2 separate regions of the Mus musculus genome follow, and region 2 is linked to region 1. Evidence: chromatin contacts called from public ChIA-PET data. All regions are on one chromosome and are shown on one strand. The core of a region is the stretch at or near the end of the contact, and the rest is flanking DNA. Distances in the headings are between cores, read along the strand shown.

The links. ChIA-PET counts read pairs in DNA pulled down with a chosen protein or histone mark.
Region 2: a contact with region 1 is called in an RNA polymerase II ChIA-PET map of memory CD8 T cells, with 43 read pairs. The contact joins the enhancer-like site here to the promoter of Spin2c in region 1. A contact is called at or near these places in 2 of 484 Hi-C or Micro-C datasets (CD4 T cells and CD8 T cells), 2 of 115 datasets of contacts at active chromatin or transcription factors (effector CD8 T cells and memory CD8 T cells) and 1 of 9 other capture datasets (adipose tissue).

What each region holds. Positions count from the first base shown.
Region 1 is chrX:153,831,000-153,837,616 of GRCm38.p6, forward strand. Spin2c (spindlin family, member 2C) reads left to right here and starts at 1,294. Exons shown (of 2, transcript NM_001005370.1): 1 at 1,294-1,549; 2 at 2,192-3,241. The coding sequence starts at 2,194. The coding sequence ends at 2,967.
Region 2 is chrX:153,882,468-153,889,174 of GRCm38.p6, forward strand. No RefSeq gene overlaps it. Among named protein-coding and RNA genes, the nearest start is that of Spin2c, 54 kb to the left of the region's middle. Within about 2 kb of position 5,059, at least 30 of the 459 cell types and tissues checked have an H3K27ac peak or open chromatin away from gene starts, as enhancers often do. A contact at or near this core is called in CD8 T cells, effector CD8 T cells and memory CD8 T cells, where this site is marked.

The DNA.
Region 1 (6,617 bases), core at 44-2,543:
ATGATACTAAGATGAGTAATATTTTTAAAAACTGTAGAATATCTTTTACATTATTTTATTTTGGTGGGGGGGTACATGTATGTGGAGGTCAGAGAACAGCTTGAGGGAATCAGTTCTCTCCTTCCACCATCATCTGAGTCTCCAGAATTCAAGTCAGCAGGTAAACACCCATGCTAAGCTTCTACACAAGCCCAATATTCTTATCAACTGGGTAATATGGACTTAGGTCAAAAACCCAAGGACTACCTCTTAGAAATGTCCTGTTAGGCTACTGAAGGGAACCATTAGTAGTTTTTCATACAGTATGAAGAACTTTACTTCATAAAGTATGATTGAAACTCTTTGCCATAAAACATAATATCCACATGTATATATACACATACATTGAAGACTATAAGAGTGAAGTCTGTGCTACAGAATTAAAATTTTCACCCTATTGGTGGTCTTTGTTTCTACTTTTAAAAGAGTGACTAAAAAAAAAATGAATGTTAACTCTGAAGTGAGGGTATTGTCTACTTCTCATATTGTCATACATGCTCTACATTCAGAAATATCCAAAATTGTTTTATAGATTATTTTTAACAACCACGTTTGCATAAGTAATGCAAGCTCTTTTAGGAGCATAGAAGCAAAGCACATAAGAACTACTATTTTGTGATGAGGCAAAGGGTTTGGGGAAGAAGTGAAGCTGATCTAATGTACGATTAAGAATCTTACACATGGTGCATAAAATTCTGTAGCTGGATTCCCGTCCTCAAGAAGATGAGCAATCAAGAAAACTTACTTATGAATCGGGTCAAACAAACAGGAGAGAAGAGAGCATTTTTTTTTTTTGTTGGTTTTTTTTCCCCTTCTTTTTCATCCTAGCTCCACTAGCCTAAAACAACCGGAAAGGCAGTTTTTGCATAAAGAAAACTCCATGAGGGCACGGGGTAAAGGAAAAGCAAATTCCTGAAGGATGGAAAGCAGATGCTGTTGGGGGCACTAAAGTGTAGAGTTGCAGGTGGGGGTGGGGAACCTGAACTGAAGGAGGGAATCCTTAGGAGCTGTGCGCAAGAAGGGTTGTGTGGGGGAAGGGTTGGCGTGTGTGTGGAGAATTCCTGGCTCCTGATTTGGCAGAAGAGATGAGGACAAGACCACATTCCCCAGCTTAGAACCACGGTGTGGAGTAGGAGAGGAGGCTGTTGAACCGTGTTTGGCAGGAAGGGGCGGCCTCTCGCGGGGCAGGAAGCTACGCTAGGAAAAGAGGGAGGAGACTGCAGTGGCAGCAGCGACTGCTGGAAGCTCTTAAGTGGCCCAGGTACTGCCGCCTCTGACACTCGGGAATAAGGTGAGAGAAAGCCCAGAGCGGGGACTTCCTGGATGCTCCCTTCTTTTGCCCCGCGGCTTTCCTAGACAGGCGCTTGGCCTTAGACTCCTGGCTCTGCTCTCACAGGCGCTCATTTGGCTGCTTGCCGGCTGATCATCCTTCGCTCCAGGCTCGCAGCGGAGGCAACAGTCTTCTGTCCGATTTGGGCACGTGAGTGCTGCAAACCCAGACAGTGAGCAGGTGAGCATCGGACTAGGTGCTGGAAAATTGGAATGGGTTCCTGCTTGTCAGGAAAATTGGAGGGAGTGCTAAGATTTGAGCTGAGGGAAACTCGGAACCGAGATTTGGGGGGCGGGGCACGGAGCAAGAAACCCGGGGAATCTTATACAAAGGTGGCCAGTGCATGAAACAGATTCGTGGTGCTGAGCTCAAAGGGAAACGGGGATGATTTGGAAGACACATGAAGAAGTGAGCACAGAGCAAGCATGGGTATGGGCAGTGAGGGCGGAATGAAAAGGAGGGGGAGAGTGGGTAAGAGACATAGAAATTTCACGGAGGGATATAGAGATATGGTATTGGGGTTATAAATAGGGATGGTGGTGCGGGGCAGCTGGGATGACTACGGAACTAGCAGAGAACCGGCTGTTTCTTTGCTTGGCTCTCAAGCGCTACAACTTCCACAGCGATCTCTTCACTAACTCTGTTGTGTAACCAAACAAGCCTGGAAAGAGGCTTATGCAGGCAGGCATTTAAACACATTTTGATATAGAATACTGCTACTGGACACATGTATATCATGCACAGGGACTTCCTAATCCACAGAAAAATAACCTTAATATTTGCATAGAATGTTTTTCCCTAGATTCTCTCCTCCTCTTACAGGTATGAAGACCCCTCACAAAAAAGGTGCAGCAAAAGAGCAAATGGGAGAAGGCGTAGGTCACCACATTGGCTCTACAACCATCAAGAAGAAAAAAGCTTCTCAGAAGAGGCAGAGGAGCAGATCTTCATCCCGTAGGAGCATCGTGGGCTGTAGAATTTCTCACGGGTGGAAGGAAGGAGATGAGCCGATCACACAGTGGAAAGGGACTGTGCTGGATCAGGTGCCTATCAACCCCTCTCTCTACCTGGTGAAATATGATGGGATTGACTGTGTCTATGGACTGGAACTTCACAGAGATGAAAGGATTTTAAAGCTTAAAATCCTTCCTGATAAGGTGTCGTTCTCTGGAGTCAGCGATGTGCGCCTTGCTAATACCATAATTGGCAAAGCAGTGGAACACATGTTTGAGGGTGAGCATGGCTCTAAGGATGAATGGAGGGGGATGGTCCTGGCTCAAGCGCCTATCATGAACGCCTGGTTTTACATTACTTATGAGAGAGATCCCGTTTTGTACATGTATCAGCTTCTGGATGATTATAAAGAGGGTGACCTCCGTATCATGCCAGAGTCCAGTGCATCTCCTCCAGCAGACAGGGAGCCAGAAGGAGTTGTAGATGGCCTGATAGGTAAACATGTGGAATACACCAAAGAAGATGGCTCCAAGAGGACAGGCAAGGTCATTCACCAAGTTAAAGCCAAGCCTTCTGTGTACTTCATCAAGTTTGACGATGATTTCCATATCTATGTCTATGACTTGGTGAAAAAGAACTCTTAGGGTAAAATTTGCATAGTGTGGGGAAACAAATGTGTACGTTGTAGATGTGCAAAAAACATTAATTTTTCAGTGTATTAAAAGCTTGAGAGTTTCTGATAACCCAGAAACTTTGCCAGCAATGCTGTTGTTTTTGTTCTGGAAACTACCAGTCTGTGGACATGACCTGTTAAATGTAAAAACACATTGTCTTGTGTAAGAGATGAGTATGTTTGGTGAATGGGATATGAAGAAACAGCTGTCAAATTAACCTGTGAATAAAGTACCATTATTATTATAATTAGTCATCTAAAAAATTGAATGGGAATTATCTGGCATGGTCTGGGGGAGGGAGAGGAAATAGAAATGGGATGGGGTGTTTAGAAGGGGTGAATGCTTGGGAAAGGTGCTGAGGAAGAAAGGGAGGTTCCCTGAGGGAAGCATTGTGTTTGAAGTAGAAACATACAGTTGTGTGTGTGTGGGGGGGGGGGAGGCGTGTGGGTAGGGTGGGGGGAGGGGGAGGAGATTACAGAAAGTGAGATCTTGGGTTTTTAAGGAAAGTAAAAGAAATTGAGTACAGAGGAACACAAAGAAGCTTAGAAGAGCCCCAGTGCAAGTTTAAGAATGACTTGAGGAGAGGCTAAACAACTCATAAAGGGGGAGGTAGATGAACACACAGGAAGGATGAACTCTGGGAAAAAAGGAATACCCAAAGGAGTGTTTCGAGAAAGGAGAAAGGCTTGTTAGCAGGTCCCAGGGTGGTCATGAAATCCTACAAAAAATAAAAATAAAAATAAAAGTTGTACATCTGGCTACATACACGTTGACCACCTTGGCTGGTTTCACAAAATAGTCATCAGTCAGTTGTTTAAGAAGGCATATGTAGTAGAGGCTTCTGGGACAGGCATTTTGATTAAGAGATCTCAGACTAATGAATTAAGAGCCACTTCTTCATTTTGAAAGTCTGTGTCGTACCTGCCAAGCAGAACCTAGATTTTCAAACCCAGACACAGGAACAGTGGTTCCAAAGCTCTGGCCTGACGGCTGTTTCCTTGTATTTCCAGAGGACACAATACAGTAAACCCAGGACCTCAATGTCATGATTCATTTCCCATAGTTTGAGTAAATGAAACTTCTGAAGAATGAGTTAGTGAGGTTCATGGAATTTAAGAGATGCTATCATGAGTTTAGAACATACTTTATCTGGAAAAAAATGAAATCCTGCCAAGCTGATAGAAGAGTCCTATCACTGTTGATCCTCCAACTTTAATATCCCTCACTACCCCCAGGCACAGCATCTGATAACTGAGCCTAAAGCCTCTCCACAAGATTAGGGAGAACCAGACTTTCCGTTCTTCTGTCACAGCTGCCTGTAATTATAGGTGGCTTTACTTAAAGAGCCTGCAAAGAGAGGCCTGGAGCCTTGAGAAGCTCTGGTTCTGGAGAGACCTCGCCCACAAAGCCCCTGGCCGCTAACACCTTTTTTGGTACCTCATGGCTAAACAATGGCTTGCTACATTCCTGTTAAACAGCGATGGAAGTCCATGCAGCTGTTCATTTGCAGATGATGTGAATGCTGTGAGCAATAGGGCTGGGTACTGTGATTTTTTGTAACTAATTCCTTCAGGTGTGTATTGTCATGTGGATGGGGATGGGTTGTAGCTGGTGAGCAGAAGAAACTGCAACCTCAGTATAGTCCCCCAGAACTATGGTGTCCAGAGCAGAGGTCTCTGCCCAGTTCCTCTTTATGTCCTCTTTACCCTGTCTTCCAGAAATCTTTCAAAGTGCTTTCTCTGGTTTCTGAACCCCCACTTTTAACTAAACTTCTACCTCAAAGAAAGAATGTTGTCTATTCTGTCTATGCTGGAGAGGCATACATAATAGAGTAAGAAAGGGCTCTCTGAAGACTGAAAGAACATCCTAGCAAACCCAGAGCAGAGGCAGATAGCCTAAAGAATTACTCAAGGGCACCTCACCTCACCAGAAGAGAGTTCAGTTTTCTTTCTTACATGATATAACTTTGTCTAGCCCACACCAGCCACTTTTATCTGGCTTTTATGTTTTGTCTGCTCTTTCAGTTTTATTATTTCCTATTTCAAAATAAGAGCTGTGGGTTTTCTAAGAGTTCACACAATCTATATTCATTTCCGTACTGCCCTGAAAAGCAAATGAAACAAAGGAACACAACCATTAGGATTCACATTCCAACCAAGATACAAGCAAGTAGCTGAGTGAGAGGAAGGGTTCAACCCACTGTAGGCTCTGAATGTTCCAGTCATCCACTCCTCCAGTTGTCCTTTTCACTTTGATAAAACACACAGTCATTCCCTGGAGGGATCTGCATTTGTAAATTTGAGGCTAAACCCATGGAAATCTGCTGTCTCAGTTCATTTGTTTTATCTTCTTCCCACAAATATTTACTTTGGGTGGGCTCTGGCACTTGTCTAGACAGGCACTGATGCAGCAATGAACAGTTGAAGTAAATAATAAAAAAAAAAGGTCCCTAACCTCTAAGGCTTGCATTTTACTGTGGAAGCTAGGCACCAGCCAAGAAAAGTACATAATAAAGCTTCCTTGGCCACGTGCTAAGGAGGAAAACAGTAAAGAAAGGGTCAGGGAAATGAAATTGAAGGGGGAAATAGGTTAGAGAGAGATAGGAGCCAGGGAAGGTCACCTGGAATGCTTGGCTTTTGTGTTAAGGTAGTGTGAGAAGTGCCTTGTAGCACAATCAGGGGAATGTGCATTCCAGACAGAGTGATAGCAGTTGCTCCTGGGCCAGAGAAGACCTGTTTGAGCAGTAGCAGGCAGGATGGTGTGAAGATAGAGCGCTGTGGGGGAGGTGATTCGAAAGAAGTCACAATGGCTGTGGAGTCAGCAATTCTAGAGCCCTGCAGGTTCCAATCTCTGCAATGGAATTTTGTTTTTACCTGAGTGAAAGGGGAAGGTGTTGAGGAAGGCAAAGCACTAGAATATCATAAGTTTGTGTTATATTTTATCAAGATTCTTTTGGCAATTCCAGAGAATGTTCTATAAGCAATTGGGAATTAGAGTAGAGGACTGAAAAGTAATTTCAAATGGATCCTGTTAATATGCAAATAAAAAAGCAACATGTAGAATGCCTAATTTTGAGCTTTGAAAGGAGGCAAATACTAAAGGCTCCAAAGGTATAAATTAAAAAGAAGGCAAATGTCAGGTGTGGTGGTGTACACCTTGAATCTCAGCATCCAGGAGGCAGAGGCAAATAGATCTTTGAGTTTGAAGCCAGCCTGGTTTACATAGTGAGTTCCAGTTCAGTAAGAGGGAGATTCTGACTCAAGAGAAATGTGATTCATAGAATTAAAATAAGATATGAAACTCTCTAATTACAAAAGGTATCACTAACTATGGAAAACTTAGATTTGGGTGCAAACTAAGACATACACAGTTAAAAGAATAAGCCACAGAAAACTGGACAAAAGTTGTGAATAGCCAATTCAAAAAAAGCAGTAGACTATACAGTCAAAATGCATACATTCCCTTAGTAAGTCACTTAATTACAATATCCTGTTTGTCTTACTATATCCATCATAAGGCCCTGAAAGTGCCTCTTTTATTTTCACTTATTATTACCAGTGCATTCCAAATACTTAAAAAAAGAGCACTTGTAATATAGAACATGTTGTGTTTTATAAAAA
Region 2 (6,707 bases), core at 3,809-6,308, 55 kb after region 1:
AAGTGGATGATCACAGTCAGCTATTAGATGGATCACAGGGCCCCCAATGGAGGAGCTAGAGAAAGTATCCAAGGAGCTAAAGAGATTTGCAACCCTGTAGGTGCAACAACATTATGAACTAACCAGTATCCCGGAGCTCTTGACTCTAGCTACATATGTATCAAAAGATGGCCTAGTCGGCCATCACTGGAAAGAGAGGCCCATCGGACACACAAACTTTACATGCCCCAGTACAGGGGAACGCCAGGGCCAAAGAAAATGAGAATGGGTGGGTAGGGAAGTGGGGGGGAGGGTATGGGGGACTTTTGGGATAGCATTGGAAATGTCATTGAGGTAAACACGTAATAAATAAATAAAAAAAAGAAATAAAAGCAGAATTCCAAGAGGATGGTAAGAACTGAGGATTCAACCAAGTACAGATATGAGCAGGGGCCATTTGTACAGGTTTCCTCTACAGAATGGGAGCCCCCAAAAGATTTTGCATCTGTGAATTTTGAAATTATACCTTCCACAGCATACCAGAATTTAGTCAGATTTTTATATTTTCAGATCTTTCCTAAGCAACTGAATACATACCATGGCCCATGGACTACAGGGATGCTACTTTCCAGAAATGAATATGCCACTTGGTGTCTCCAATATTATGTTTCTTTTGGGTTGTGTTCTGATGAGTTGAATTGTGCTGTTGCCCTTGTTTGGATGGGTCCTCCAAAACATCACTCCAAATTTTATGACGACTGCAACAATAAAATGCTATGCGAGATGTAAAAGAAAGAAAGAAAGAAAGAAAGAAAGAAAGAAAGAAAGAAAGAAAGAAATAGAAACATCCAAAAAGGAGGACTCAAGCTGGAATGAAGACAGAATTGAAAAAACCCATTAGCCCTACTAGAAAACTCAAAGGAATGCCTTACAGGCAGAATTAATCAAGCAAAAGATAGAATATCAGGATTTGAAGATAAAGTAAAGGTTTTAGACCAAATAAGCAAGAAATATGAATTAAAAAAAAACATTAAAGGAGCACACAGGAAATGTGGGACAATATGAAAAGCCCAAATATTTGAATTGTAGGGATCAACAAGGGAGAAGAATGTCATAGTTCAATATCATAGATCAAATCTTCATCAAGATCATAGGAGAAAATATACCCAAACTTAGGATGGACACACCCATACAGATACAAGAAGCACACAGAACAACAAATAGACAAGACCAGGAAAGAAAATCCCTATGGCATATTGTAGTTAAAAGACTGAGTATTCAGAACAAAGCAAGTGTATTGAAAGCTGTGAGGGAAAAAAACAAACAAACACAAAGAACCCTACAAGTCACACATGCAGGAAAACTCAGAATAACAGCTGATTTCTCAATGAAAATGTTGAAAGCCAGGAGAGTCTGGAGCAATGCATTTCAAGTCCTAAAAGGCGATAAAGGCAAACTTAGACCAATATACCCAGCAAAACTATCTGCAGTAGTTGAAAGAGTAAGAAAAACTTTCCACAATAAAAATTATATCCCACAAACCAAAATGAAAGAAAATATATGGATCAATATTTCATGTTAGAGAAAAATATGCTTATTCAAGAGATTATAGGGAAAAATATAAAGTCATAATTACTAAAACACTAAAAACCACTCAAAACAAAAAAAAGTAACTAAAATTCAACAACATAATGGCTGCACTTAACATACATATTTCAATAATGAATCTAAATATTAATAATCTGAATTTCACAATCAAAAGACACAGGCTGGCTGGCTGAATCAAGAAGCAAAATCCATCTATCTGTTGTCTACAACAAATACATCTTAGCTTAAAAGATAGACACTACCTTAGAGTAAAGGGATGAACAGAAGTCCAATCAAATGGAACCAGGAAGCAAGCATATGTTGCTATACTAATGTTTGACTCAATAGACTTCAAACTAAAACTAATCAGAAGAGTTTAAGAAAGACACTTTATTCCAATCAAAGGAACAGTTAACCAAGAAGACACTCCAAGTAGCATCATATAGACTAATCAGGCTGGTGTGTGTGTGTGTAAGTGTGTTCATTAACAATTAATTAGAAAGATTGTAGAGGAATTTTAATCCAACAACATGGTTGCTTTGGCAAGGGATCACATCCAAAAACCTACTAGGTCTGTGTGATCCAGCTGGAATGCAGACACACCACACAGCTTTAATCCCTCTGGCTGGATACACACACACACACACACACACGCACAAACACACACATCCCTTTAGTAAACACGTTTAATCCCAAACAATGAAGGTAAATTTAGTTTGTAGAAGGAAACACCCAGACAAAGTGACGAGAAAGATTTGACAGAATGAGCCAAAGATAGGATATGCCCAAGTCTCAGACAGTAAAGAGAGGAGAGAGAGGAGAGAGAAAGAGAGAGAGGGAGAGAGAGAGAGAGAGAGAGAGAGAGAGAGAGAGAGAGAGAGAGAGAGAGAGAGAGAGAGAGTTAGTTACTGGGACAGTTTTAAGGGTTGCAGGTGAAGACAGAACAAGTCAGAGAATGAGAAGGAGCTGGAAGACTAGAACATATTGCTAAGTTAGTATGAAGTCAAGCAGAGTAATTCAATCAGAAGCTGAAAGAAGTTACTTTGAACCAATCAGTGTGGAGAGGAGTTTGAGCCAGAATAACTGAATTGACCAACAAGCCAGAGTTCAGAAAGAGCTAGAAAGTGTAAACTTATTAAGCAGTAAATCTCTTAGATGACAATTACTTTTGGAAAATAAAAGTTACTTTTACGAAAGATGAATGAGAAAGAGAACAATGGTTTAGGAGGGTCTGGAGGGAGGAAACGAAAGTGAGAATGATTTAATTATATTATAATATCAGTACATAATAAAATATTTTTAAATAAAAATATTATTAATGTAAGATTGTCAATAAAGATAAATTTTCAATTGTCAGGAGGGTAGAGCTCATATCCCTTTGGCTAACCTTTTATATTTAGCAATGATCCAAGTGGCATTTAATTAGTGACTAAAGTTCAAGAAATCCTACTACTGAAATGTTAAAATAATTATTGAAATATTTCTTTGAATGTATATGGCTTTTATTCCCTCTCTACTAAGAACTGAGATGTTATTTCTAGAACTCATTAAAGTTCATAACATTCTTGGGTGATGAGGATGTCAAGGTACTACCTTCTTTTGTAGATTTGATCACCTTTTCAATTCAACTACATTTTTACAGATCTGTCCAATTTTCATAGCATATTGTCTGTACTTTAAAGGAGCTTTGATTCTTACAAGGTAGAGTGAAAAAAGATATAGACAGACTATATAATTTTAGAGAGTTATAATTGGATAAAGAGATAGATATTAGTGAAAATAAGAGTATTAATTCCAATAGGGATTGTCAGAGAAAGGTCTGAGAGGGTATTTGAGTAAATAGATGAATGATAAGAAGTTACTCCATGTAATAGTTTAAGAGAAATGTTCTAGCCTAGTGGTTCTCCCCTTCCTAATACTGCAACCTTTTAATGGTTCCTTACGTTCTGGTGTCCCCTAACCATAAAATTATCTTCATTGCTACTTCATACCTGTAATTTTGCTACTGTTATGAATCATAATATAAGGACAGCTATGTGGCCCCTGTGGGGCTCGTGCCCCACATGTTGAGAACCACTGTTCTGTAGCGAGAAATAAACTGAAAATCTGCATTTATTAAAGTTGTTTATACATAGATATTAATTCAGTAACAGCCTACAATTATCCTCTTTTCTACAGTTGTTATCCTGACCTGAGAGATGAAATGAAGGAACTATAAGTAAATAATTAATAGGAAATGGGACAGATTTCCTTCCTTACTCCAAATCCATATAGCCCATATCTATGTATTGAAACTTACCATGGATATCATAACACACATGTTTCTGGCTATATTTTGAAGCATACACTACAAGTCATCTAACATATCATTTCTCTCTCTAGGTTTTTAGATGACAAATAAGCACATGTCAAATGCCACATATGGGCTAGGTGCATCTCAATCTTCAGAGGATATTGGAGCAAAATTTTTACTATCACATTTCACAGACAAGGAAATAAGGCTTACAAAGAAAAAGTAAACCAGGGTTACATAGTAAGAGTGCTGGAAATGAACTTATGTCTCTTGGCAATAATATTCTAAATATCCCTTTTTAATACTTGCATAAATAAATGAAAAAGAAGGCCAACCCCAAAGAAGAAGATAAACAAATAGCCGTGGTTTTCCCATAACTTGCTCTTTTTTCCTCTTTTACCATTTCACTTACTTTGTTCCTCCTGTTGTATCTACTTCATTCAATTGTGCAGCACACTTGGCTAATATTTATTTTCTATCAGGCCCTGTAATAAGAAACTAGGGATGTGTTACTAACCACAGAGTCAATGACATATGTCCTCATGATATTTACAACCAAAGTGAAGGTGACAGTAACTATATTAAGAGGTTTGTCAAAAACAAAACAAAACAAAACAAAACAAAACAAAACAAAACAAAACAAAACAAACAAACAAAAAAAACCTTCTAACTTTTGAAAAACTGCAAATTAGACCTGGGTATAAAAGGAGGGGACTCATGGGTAGCAATAGCAAACTGGGAGATTAGTTAACACTGGGAGATTAGTTAACAGGGAATATAATAATTTAGAAGAAAAATTAAGGGAATTATAGAGTTAGAAAATGTATATATAGAAAAAGCATTTCCAGGTAAAAGGAACTAAACAAAGGGAATTAGATAGACAGGGCTTTGGCACCTTCAGTGATTAAAAAAAGGAAGCTGGTTGAGCTGAAGCTGTGGGGCAAGAGACATAGAAGCCAATGAAAACTTAAAGGTTCTAAATCTGTAACATTCCATAAAACATTGTAGGGACATTGACAGAATCCTGTCAGGTTAGAATCCCCAAGAAACAGACAGTGAAACCAAGCTAAGCCTGATAAAATGTCATGAAGAACACCTTCACCTGCACAGGAAATGTGAGTCAGAATTACACAGGAAGTCAAGCTATAAAAAGACTCATTGATAGCCGCAGCCACAGGAAGCTCTTAGAATGGCCCTTCAAAGTGAAAAGACTCACATACCTTTTAATTCTACACGACTCAGCTATTGGATAAGATATGACATTGGACCATGTTGTTCTTTGTAGCTGAGGCAGTGTCTAATAGGTGTCACAGATGTAGTGAAATAGTAAATCCTTCATTGAAGGGGAAATTGGTTGTTGCTTCCCCACATCTACAGCCATGGCATATATTGATCAGAGAACTGAATTGTATTTTAAAGTATTTCTCTCCTCTTGTGTAAATGGTACAGTGGAGAAAGTATGGACACAAGGCAAGAAGTTAGGGTATTGCCTTTTAAAAATAAATTTGGGGTCCCAACGAAAAAGACTGCCACTCTAAATAAAATATCTCTACAAGGTAAAACTTTGCTTATGATCAGAAAGGTATGCTACTCACAGGAGAACAAACACCAAGACAGGCATTTTGTTCGGTTTGTATTCTAATGTAGGTGTTGACTGTTCCTCCCCCACCCCACCCCATCCCTGCACCCCATTGGCTGGGGTCTGATCTCACTGTCTTCCATGATTGGCTAGCTTTAAAAGAATCTATACAAAGGAAAGTGGGAAGCAGTCAACCACTTTAGTCAACCACTTGCTGAGAATACAGCAAGGCCTTTGTGTAAACAAAAGTATTACTAAATCTGGAGGGGTTAGATATTTGAGTAAAAGTTTGTCAGGGTGGGCAGGATAAAGAGATTTGCATGAAAGTTTTATTTAAATCCATGGGATGTGTGAGCTCATTCTAGTGAATGTCTGTGCATAAAGGCAAACTAATAATGTTTTGCAGAATACTGCATCATAAAAAGATAAGGCACCAGTGGTTAGTTATGTAACACATTATTTCTAGTGAAGGTTGCCCCTGCATAATTCTAGGCTTTCAGAGCCTTTAGCCATCCCAGCCTCCGAAGTCTATTGAAATTGTTGATGCCCACTGATATTTGATTGACTCCATGAGCATTTATTAGTTCATTCTTTGGTGGATATTTGCTGGCACCCAGAGAAGTATTCCTTGGCTATATAGCACATGAAGTGTATTTTGACTTTACATAATTTTCCAAGACCAGCAGACTCAACAGGCTAAGTTATTATACCAATTAAAAGCAGGAGTAATTTGAGGAGTAGGAAGGGATTTATTCAAGATGGCTCTATTGAAAGAGAAACAGATAACAGGGTTCAAGTTCATTTGATATGAACTTTAGGCATAGAGGAAGAACTGGGGAAAGAGACAAAGTGTGCATAATTAAGCAGTACTGGGTGTGGTACGCTTGATCATTTTCATAGCACCAGTCTTGCAAGGTGATCTAAAACCACCTCATTTCTTGATGGGGTGAAGAACTTCTCTGGAGATGCTAAATTCTACTCCAGAATACAGCTTTGTACTCATGGATAATTGCCTTCCCATGGGTGGAGTACTGTTCTGCAAAGTTTTATTGCTGCTGGAATCTAGATTAGGAAAACACCTCAACCTTCTGTCTCCATTCTTGAAGGATGAGATAAATTAGATAGGTAAAGAGAGTCAAGCAGGAGTCCGAGTCAAAGGGAAGGAGACATAGAATGAGGGCAGAGATTTCAGGCTCCAGGCTCTTGTAGTTCTTTTACTTACATTGTGAGACTGCACAAGATGCCAGTGCTGCTTAGCAAAGGTAGCTT